Regions from separate parts of the Mus musculus genome. Here all the other regions are linked to region 2. The links are chromatin contacts, called in public HiChIP or PLAC-seq maps. All regions are on one chromosome and are shown on one strand. Each heading gives the region's core, a stretch centred on a gene start, on an enhancer-like site or on the middle of the called end of the contact. The rest is flanking DNA. Distances are from core to core; before and after follow the strand shown. Region 1 holds the start of Chmp3 (charged multivesicular body protein 3). Region 2 holds the start of Thnsl2 (threonine synthase-like 2 (bacterial)). Region 3 overlaps Eif2ak3 (eukaryotic translation initiation factor 2 alpha kinase 3).

Region 1 (3,105 bases), core at 416-2,915, 400 kb after region 2:
TCCCAGAATTCCTTCTGCCTCCAGAATGTCCCACAGTCTATCCTACTCTTTCCTATATGCTATAGGTTTTTTCTTAATTGACATGTGATGCATCTATACAATGCATGAGACATTCTCTATAACAGTGACTTAGATTTATCCTGTAAATTTAATGGAACGTAGAAGGGCTGAAGACAATGTGGTCATCCCCTATGTGGGTCTTTCCAACTGAGCTTTTAACCAGAGTTGGGACTTGTTGTCTTGGGCTTCTCTTTGAGGCTACTGCTTGTGCTGGGGAGATTCTTCTGACCCTCCCTTTGTTGTGTTCGAGTACCCCGATATGAGAATACCTCTTATCTATAGTGTCTTTATGATCAGACTTTCTAAATTAAAAGAGGCAAGTTTGCTAAAAGCAAGGAGAATTAGTTGTTGGAGTGGTAGGAGGAAAGGGCTGGCTTGGTAGCAAATAAACAAATACTCTGAAAACAAACAAAAGTAAACAAACCCTCCCTCTGCATGAGAACAAAATAACAGGGTATCCAACCAGTTCAGAATAAACCAATGGACCATTGACAAAACACAAGGAAGGCCAAAGCTCAGAAGGAATTCAGCATCCACCTGAAGACGCAGCACAGCCAGGCACAGAACGCTTCATGTTCGTACCTGGTGCCCACCCGGGTGAAAGTGTGAATTAAAATGGGCAAAGTGGATGGCAGGTGCCATAAGTATGCCAGTTTAGTTCCTTTGTGTTTTAAAAGAGATTAGGAAACAAAAATCAGTAAAGGCCAAGGGAAGAGTCAGAGGAATGGATGTGGACAACATATCACATTCATGAATGAAATTCTCCAACAATAACATTTTAAAAATAATAAAGAAAATTAGGAGTCTGATTTCCTCTCCACCCAGCCAGTGGCCATATTACAATTTATAGAAAGCTATGATATGAAAGCCAGAACATATGCAGACTTAACTGTAAGATATACTAACTGGTTCCTTCCCAGAGGGAATAGACAATGGACCCAGGTTGCCTCTGTTCCATTAGAGAATATTTATGTTTATCATTAAAGTTTCAGTAAAGAAAATAGGGTTTTTTTTAAAAAAGATTTCCCCGGTGTTTGTTTTTTAAAGGTAAGATGAGGCTGTAGAAGTGGCTTCCTGTTCTTCCAGGGGCCCAAGTTTCCTTGCACAGTTCCTTGTCTATGAATCCATTTCTTTAATGTGTGCAGAATGCAAGTCTTTTGTTATCTCTTCTTTAAAAGTTAGTTTCAGCTGACTCGTGCAGGTCTGTTTAACCTTAATCTTACAAGCGAAACAAATGTTATAATCTGTTGAATCAATCCCTTCTTCTCCAGCTTCAGCATAAGATCACTGCTAGAACTTTTAAGACTTCCTACAAAGGGGAAAGAAGGCGATGTCAAGTTTTCGAGTAGGTGTGTAGATTTGCAGTCTGTGAGGTGACTACGGACCCAAAGAGAAACCCATCCACAAATATCTGGGAAGTGGTTGTAAATATGCGTGACAGCGTTGAGATATATATTTCTGGGCTAGCTGACAGGTTTTGGGTGTAGGCAATAAATATCTTAAGAGTTACTTCTATACTTCACTTAAGCTCCCTTATGAGCAATGGTGTCATCCACACTGTAGAACCCCACCCAACTTAACTCTGCGCCTGCGCCGCGCGCGTGCGTACTAGCCCTGCTGCCGCCGCGCCCTTCTCTGGGCGTCTGATTCCCTTCCTCCCAGCCCCGCCCAGGCGGCTGCCCGTGACCTGCCTGGGCGCAGGGAACGGAAAGTCGGAAGGGGTAAGAGGAGTTCAGTTCATCATGGGACTCTTTGGAAAAACCCAGGAGAAGCCTCCCAAAGAGCTGGTAAGGGCCAGCGACCGGGGAAGCTCCGCAGCGGAGGTGGGAACAGCCAGCTGCGCTCTCAGGCTGGCCCCTATTTCCGGGGCCTTCCACTCTGCCGAGGGGCCGAGGGAAGAGTTTAGGATTGGGATGTGAGGAGAAGCGCGCCTTGGCCGCTCGGCGTCCGACCCGGGTGTGTAGGGCCTGGTTAGGAGCACCTCGGCCTCGCCCCCAGGCGCTGGAGGCGCCACGCCGCCGGGCCCCGAGGAAGCACTCTCTCCCCTGCGCGCGGTGGTACGGGCCGCCCGGAACCTTTCTCCTGCGCAAGCCCCGCCCCCGCGCCGGCCTGCAGACCACCCGGAGGACTTGCCCTAGACCGGAAGGTTGTGTGCGGTGAACCGGGTCGGAGCCCCCAAAAAGTCCAGGCACCTGCCAGGCAGGTCCTTTTCTCGCTCTCCTCTGTGTGCAGGGAAGCCCGACTTGTGTTTATTCTAGAAGCTCAGTTCTCTCAGGCCCTACCCATAAGGATGCTACCGAAAACAGTTCGGATCCTACTCTGAATCCTTAGATCTGCCTATCAATTGAGTTATTTTAGAAACCAAGTATCAGCCGCCTAAGTTTGAGTCCTACTTTTAGACGTCTCGGCTCTCTGATCTCGAAAAACTTGTCCGAGACTTCTCCTATGTCAAGTAGGAAGAGTGCTACCGCAGTAATTGACCATTGAAGGATGTGAAGTTTGAGCTAGTAGTGGTAGTGAAGGTGCATTCTTTTTTTTGTTTTGTTTTTGTTTTTTTCGAGACAGGGTTTCTCTGTGTAGACCTGGCTGTCCTGGAACTCTCTTTGTAGACCAGGCTGGCCTCGAACTCAGAAATCCGCCTGCCTCTGCCTCCCAAGTGCTGGGATTAAAGGCATGCGCCACCACCGCCCAGCGTGAAGGTGCATTCTTTACACACCCAGCCTTATTACTGACCACCAGTAGTCGCACCAACAGTACCAGCTCCCAGCACATAGCACTTGTGGGGTCCCATTCCAGACCTACTAAATCAGATTTAAATTATGACTATCCCGAGTGGTTAGAATGTGCCTTGACCTTTGAGAAGCACTGTTTCTACAGCACTCAAACTTGTCCTTCTAAACCTTTAGTTCACTTATGGAAGTGTAGCTGTCAAGCCAGTCTAATTAACGTTGCCATTTTCCGGTGCGTGTTCTTTTTTTTTTTTTTTTTTAAGAGGGGTACTTTACTAGAGGAGAAATTGACATTACATTCTTAGCAATGACACTT
Region 2 (3,239 bases), core at 714-3,213:
CTAGCAGTGGATCCTACATACTGTCTTTGAAACTCTCTAGCCATGGCTAATTAACTCTGGCTCCCTGGCATGGATTCAGGGCCCTATGATCATTTGAATGGGACAGAGATTACAGCAGAGTTTATAGTTTCCATGGTTAAACCTGTCAACTTGACTACACATAGCTCCCAATACCACTTAGGCATTTCTGCACCCCTGCCCATAAGAAGGGGAAATCTGACATTGACCGAGAATCCTAGTTTCCCTTTCCTTCCCTTTGGCCTCCCCTGACCCTGGAAATGGAGCCCAGGCCTATCCTAGGCAATTACTCTGCCACTAAGCTCCACCTCCAGGCCTGAAGTTGTGGCTTCCTCCTCCAGGTCTGTGACACTTGTGGGTCCACAGTGAGCTGACACACACCACTCTGCTGCCTACAAATGCACGTGCATTCAGCTTAGAAGCAAGGCTGTGCTAAATTATCAACCAGGCAGGTCCCACCTTTTGACATTGCAACATAACTTTGCTATCTACAAAGTTCAGGCCTCAGAATGGTGCCATCAAGTTATAAGAGCAAGAGATACATGAAATCACATAATGTTTTAAGTAAGCTTAGAATTTTGTTTTGGGCCTCCCTATTCATAGCTATTCTCAGTCACATGCATTAGACATGCCTGAAACCAAGAATATTATCAAATAGAACCAGGGTGGATAATGTAATGCTGGGCAATGGGTATAAACAGAAATGACGTTAGGAATCTGGGACACAGGAATCAGCCCACATAGGAGTCCATGACATGGGACATAGGCACAGCTGCTCAGAAGGCAGAAGCAGGGCCAGGAGGTCAAAGGCTTAGCAGTGCCTTCAGTAACTGCAGGGAGTTCTGGAATGCTGTGAACAACGTTAGAGCAAACTGCCCTGAAATCCTTGCTGCATAAGGATTCTGGACCTGACTAAAGGAAATGCAGCCAGGGAGTTCTACTGATCAAAGGGCTGGGGGTGCTGGGACAGGGCAGAAGCAGGTGGAGCTATGAGGAACATTTTTCCAAAGCCCTGTCCTTGGTCCTCGGTAGAATGGACCACATGATACCCGGGCACTGAGGTGGGGATTCTGCAACCCAAGAAAGACATGAACAAGGCACAGAGGTGAAGAAAGCCCGGCTTGAGCTAAGCATGTGCCAGAATAAGAAGATGGCTTGATTAGCAAACAGTCCCAAGCTTCTCACAGGATTAAGGGCTGTCGGTCGGTTCTGAAAGATCACTTCAAGGGACAGCGCAGAAAAAGCTACAAGAAACAGCTAACGACTTTTTTTTTTTTTTTTTTTTTAAGACTGTTGTGTCAGGGCTCTGGACTCAGATCTCCGCTGTACTTTACTGTGATAATTACTTTTTGGAACGTTTCTGGATTTTATTCCAGAGCGGAGACAGGGCAATAACCACGATAAATAATAACAGTAATCCCGCCTTTGGGGCGGGATTCGGCGCGGCGGTAGCGGAGGTGGGGAGGCATGGAGTCTCGCCCCTAGTGGTAGATCACTACTCCTGGATTGGAGTTTAAAGCAAGGCCTGGGAGGGCGGGCGGTGTACACCCGCTGGCGAGCTCGCCGAACCCTAAGACCCCATCCCTACCCTCTGAACACAGCGCACTGTCCTGAGTTTCCGGGTTACTCCCACACTGCCGAACCCTGGCTGCAGGAGAAAAACATGAGAAATCCTCCACCCGCGCGGGCTGCTAGGGCTATTGGGGCTGCTGCCATCCTAAGGCCCCAGCTGGCTTTAAAACGGTGGCCCGGAAGCCAAGCTGAGCTACGGGACCAGGACAGCAGCCAGAAATCTGACGTGTCACCGTGGAGAGCGCGGGGTGGGGGGCACGCAGCAGAGAACTGGGCGAGGTTACCGTAGGGGCGCGGAGCTGCCTGGAGACCCGAGTCCAGTGGGCGACGCGCACAGCTCTGACTTCCCTGAGCCGGAGGTTCTGAGTTTAAAGCCAAAGCTGGGGAGGAGCTCCTACAGAGGGCGGAGGAGGGGGAGTGGAGAAGGGACTTCGGGGAGGGGTAGAAGACAGAGCTTGGAAGACAGGAGTAGGGGGGTCGGGTGGGGGACAAGGCAGACACCGGAACACTAGCCTTTGTGTTCAATGAGTGCCTTTCAGACTCTGGATTCTCTTTTAGACTCATGATCTTCGCTGAGACTCGATAGAATAAAAGACGGTGACATTTTGTTCTGTTTTTATTTGTTTGTTTACTTATTGAGAGACCTGTCTCTATGTAGCTCTGGCCACTCAGGAGATTGTATGTAGAGCAGGCTGGCCTTGAACTCACAAAGAGATCTGCCTGTCTTTGCACATCCCTTTCCTAACTCCTCCACCGAGTGCTGGGATTAAAAGCTTTGTTTTGTTTTTAGATGAGAAATCAGAGGGCAATGTGGGAAGAAGGACTTAGCCTTCCACCATTCCATCCTTTGGCTTTCAGGATTCTGGTTTACATAAATCCAAGAGCCTGTGCTAAAATCCACCAGATGGGTGCATCATTTAGCTAAAAAATTCTTAATAGAACAATACTATCTATAGAAGCGTAAGTCTGACTCAGTTTCCCCCTCCCCTTCCTTTTCTCTATGTTCTCCCCCCTTCTTCATGGAAGCTGGTTATACAGTAAAGGATGATCTTGAAGTCCCGATCTTCCATCTCCATCTCCTGAGTGCTGACATTACAGACTTGTGTTACCAACGGCTTATGCTGGGAATCGAAGCAGAACTTTGTGTGGGCTCGGCAAGCACCTTACCAGTGGAGCTGCAGTCTCAGGCCCTAATTTATTTTTCAGGGAGGGAAAAAAGCAAGAATTTGGGGTATTTTTTTCTCCAAACATGATCAAATGTCCCAGGATTTACATTCACGCTCCAAGATAAACATAGGTTTGAAGATGGACCAGACAAGTACAGTCTAAGATTTATTCTTAGCCCTGGCCTTGGCCTGGTCTTTGCCTGTCTCCTTCCTCCTCCTGAGGCCTGTGCTTATTCAAGTTGCCTGCCGTCTAGTCCTCCCCTACACAGGCCATCCACTAGGCAACAGTGTGTGAAGCTGCCCCTGAGTAGCCAGCTCAGTCTCCTGGTAGAAGGCACTGAGAGACTGTCCCTGCTCAGGATATGGGATAGGCCTTCTGAGTACAAAATGGGCCAGGGACTTGCCATAGAGTTGACAGAGGTCAGAGGCACCAACCTATTGAGGGATACAGGTCAGCCATGGACCTTCTCCAACGTGTTTCTG
Region 3 (3,007 bases), core at 45-2,544, 270 kb before region 2:
GTTAGTCTTTGGGTCGACCTGAGATGTGAACTCTTACGTTCTTACGAACCATCTGGCCAAGTGTCAGTAGTTATTGGAAATCAATACACGAGGGCTGCCGCACTGGCCTCATTACATTTCAGACGTTCAGAATACTTCACAGTAAGTTAAAGTTGAGTATGTGGGCACACAGGAAGTGAAGACGACAGCCAGGACTGCACAGAGAAGCCCTGTCTCTGGGGGACGTAGGAAAGAAGAAGTGAATGGAAACCGTTCACACAGCCGGAGGATTTGTTTTTCTCTAATAGTGTTTGTTCATTTTAATGTCCTTTTCCTGTTCTTCATTCGACGTTCCTTTTCCCCGTGGAAACCAGAGTTCTTATTCCCACTGCAGTCTTTCGGACTGTTCTGACTACATGTGCACATGTGTGTCACTTAGAGTTCTGTTCAGGATCAGAAGTCAAATCACTTTACCCAGCTGTTAGTTCTTGGTAATTGCACAGAAAAGCGCTCTAGATCTTTGGTATTGAGTTTGCTAACCAGTGTGGCAGATCCTTCGTTTTAAAATTATGACGGGGGGGGGGGGGAGAACAAATAGAGGAAATAAATTCAAAATAGCAAGAATTGATACTTCGTTAAATGACCAAAGAGAAACCCAGGTCCCATAATTAGCTTGAAACGCAGAGCAGCGGATCAGAACGAATAGCTGCTCCCGGGGACAGATGGGTGGAATATGGTTATGCATCATCCGTCACTGCAACCTACATTTTTTTTTTTTCTATCAAGAGACTCAAAGCTGACTATCGGAGTGACTCATTCCTTTGCTTAGAGGATGAGGTAATGCTATTGTGAGGGGTGATGTCATCGCTACCTGAACTGCATGCATATAGATCACTGCTCAGGCTCTCCAGGAAAAGCACCATCTGCTTTGATATCCACAGCCTGAAAGGCTTTGCAGAGATTGGTGCAAAGGTCGCCAGCCTCAAGTATGACTCATAGGCAGCCAATCAGCGAAGAGCGGCTGTTGAAAAAGTAAACTTCTAAAACCATAATCCAAACGTATGACAGGATGAATCAATACTGAATCACATTTCTTATATCGTGTGCTTTGCACTCACTGAAGTTACCACCATTGAAGGATTAACCTCTAGATATAAAGCCATTTTCAGGTGGTCAGGCATCACAATCCTTCTTGGTTGATTAAAGCATTTTTTTTCTAATTGGCGATAAATTTTCTGTTACTTTGGAGTGCATAGGTCGTTCAGTGCATGTGAGTTTGACAGCTGCTTTCTGCAGATAGGACCTGCATTCCCTTGGAACCAGCTGCTACTCTAGGGGAAGAGTTGCTAGTAAAAGAGGACACATGTCACAGGAGGTGCTCGCTAATGGTGGCAGACCCACTGAGCCTCCCTTCATTTCGGTGACAGTGTCCCTTTGGATTTACTGCAATCCGATTCTGTCATTCTGTTGTGTAGAGCGTCAGATTCCTAACAGATGATAGAAAACAGACGATAGTGAATACTTGATTTCCTTCATTTGTACCTTGAAATGGTATATCATCTGCATATTGTATCTGTATCTGAAATGGTATATCATCTGCATATTGTATCTGTATCACAACACACATTTGTCGTAATGGCAACTTTAAATCAGATAGTCTTCAAATACAAAGTCAATTGTGTTAAGTAGAGTGTGCTGTTATCAAGAAATATAAGGAAGGAGGGCTGGAGAAATGGCTCAGTTGGTAAGAACACTTAAGTGCTCTACCAGAGGACCTGGGTTCATTTCCCAGTGCCCACATAGCAGCTCACAACTGCCTGTAACCCATGCATGAATAAGGTTTAAGAGGGACAGAGATACAAGGAAACAAATAAGTAGAAATTTTAAACTAAGTAATATCAGGTGACATACATTCGATGTCTTTGGAGAACTTATGAAAACAGCAGATACTAGCTAGACGCGATGGCACATGCCCGGTACTACATAGTGAGTTCTAGGGCAACCTGGGCTACAATATGAAATCTGTCTCAAAACTGCAACAGGAAGGCCATGTAAATATCCTATTTGTTATCAAATTTTCTGCCTAGAAATAACATTAATAATTGTTGCCTGATCTAAATTTTTTACTGTCATGGTTAAAAAATGCAATTTTCTCAGTCTTCCCTTTAAAAAAATTTTTATTGGTACTTATTTTTTTTTCATTAGTCTGAACTTAGGAATTTCTCTCTTTTCTTTGACTAGTGCTTCCTTTGTCTGGCACCATGTGTCCATACTTGTCTTTTGTCATAATGAGATGGTAATGGCCCATCTTGTATCCACTCCACCTCGGTTCTGGGCTCCCATTTCCTTTTGGTAGAAAATTAAAATCTAGATTTTTACTGTAGAGTTAATTAACAATCACTGGATACAAACAAATTATCAGCATTTCTGTGTCTGGTAAATATTCCTATAATTTTGAGATCCTAACAGTTTGAGGCTATAATAGAGTCTCAGCTTCGGTTGCCACAGAAAGTGAAGGAGAGGGCTGAATATGTTACAGATCAGTGGTAGAGCACTCGACTAATACGACGCATTATTTCACTGTCAGTATATTAATTCACTCACCAGGGCCTGAAGCCCAAGGTTCCATCCCTATCCTAGGAAAATTAGATACAGAGTGGGCTGGAGAGATGGCTCAGTGGGTAAGAGCACTGGCTGCTCTTACAAAGGACCCAGGTTCACTTCCCACCACCTGCATGACAACTCACAACCATCTAACACCTGCTCCAAGGGGTCCAGCGCCCTCTCTGGCCTCCATGGGAACTGCATACACAGTACACAAACAAATACAGGCAAAACACATAAAAATAAATACATCTTAAGAAAACAGAGATATAAAAGCAGAGAGGCTGAGAAGTAGAGCATCAGCCCCTTATCTGGGAACCTGAGACCTTTGGTTCAATTCTTAATGTATACTACCAGTATTTGCTTGGATTTTGAAACAGATAAGTGATACCAGGTTGAGGGCCAATAGGATTTTAGTGGGAAG

Evidence for each region. HiChIP or PLAC-seq counts read pairs in DNA pulled down with a chosen protein or histone mark.
Region 1: an H3K27ac HiChIP or PLAC-seq map of extraembryonic endoderm stem cells shows a contact between it and region 2, with 7 times the contacts expected there. The contact joins the promoter of Chmp3 here to the promoter of Thnsl2 in region 2. A contact is called at or near these places in 4 of 39 promoter capture datasets (embryonic stem cells, liver, macrophages and 1 more), 4 of 484 Hi-C or Micro-C datasets (CD8 T cells, regulatory T cells, stem cell-derived primordial germ cell-like cells and 1 more), 14 of 115 datasets of contacts at active chromatin or transcription factors (astrocytes, bone marrow-derived macrophages, cardiomyocytes and 7 more) and 4 of 9 other capture datasets (adipose tissue, embryonic stem cells, liver and 1 more).
Region 3: a contact with region 2 is called in an H3K27ac HiChIP or PLAC-seq map of microglia, with 3 times the contacts expected there. The contact joins the enhancer-like site here to the promoter of Thnsl2 in region 2. A contact is called at or near these places in 3 of 115 datasets of contacts at active chromatin or transcription factors (T-cell acute lymphoblastic leukemia, kidney and microglia) and 2 of 9 other capture datasets (embryonic stem cells and pancreatic islet).

What each region holds. Positions count from the first base shown.
Region 1 is chr6:71,542,187-71,545,291 of GRCm38.p6, forward strand. It overlaps Chmp3 (charged multivesicular body protein 3), which reads left to right and starts at 1,666. Exons shown (of 6, transcript NM_025783.4): 1 at 1,666-1,847. The coding sequence starts at 1,803.
Region 2 is chr6:71,142,417-71,145,655 of GRCm38.p6, forward strand. Thnsl2 (threonine synthase-like 2 (bacterial)) reads right to left here and starts at 1,964. Exons shown (of 9, transcript NM_001033929.2): 1 at 1,875-1,964.
Region 3 is chr6:70,871,492-70,874,498 of GRCm38.p6, forward strand. All of the region lies in intron 2 of Eif2ak3 (eukaryotic translation initiation factor 2 alpha kinase 3), which reads left to right. Among named protein-coding and RNA genes, the nearest start is that of Gm23346, 18 kb to the left of the region's middle. Within about 2 kb of position 1,295, at least 188 of the 459 cell types and tissues checked have an H3K27ac peak or open chromatin away from gene starts, as enhancers often do. A contact at or near this core is called in microglia and pancreatic islet, where this site is marked.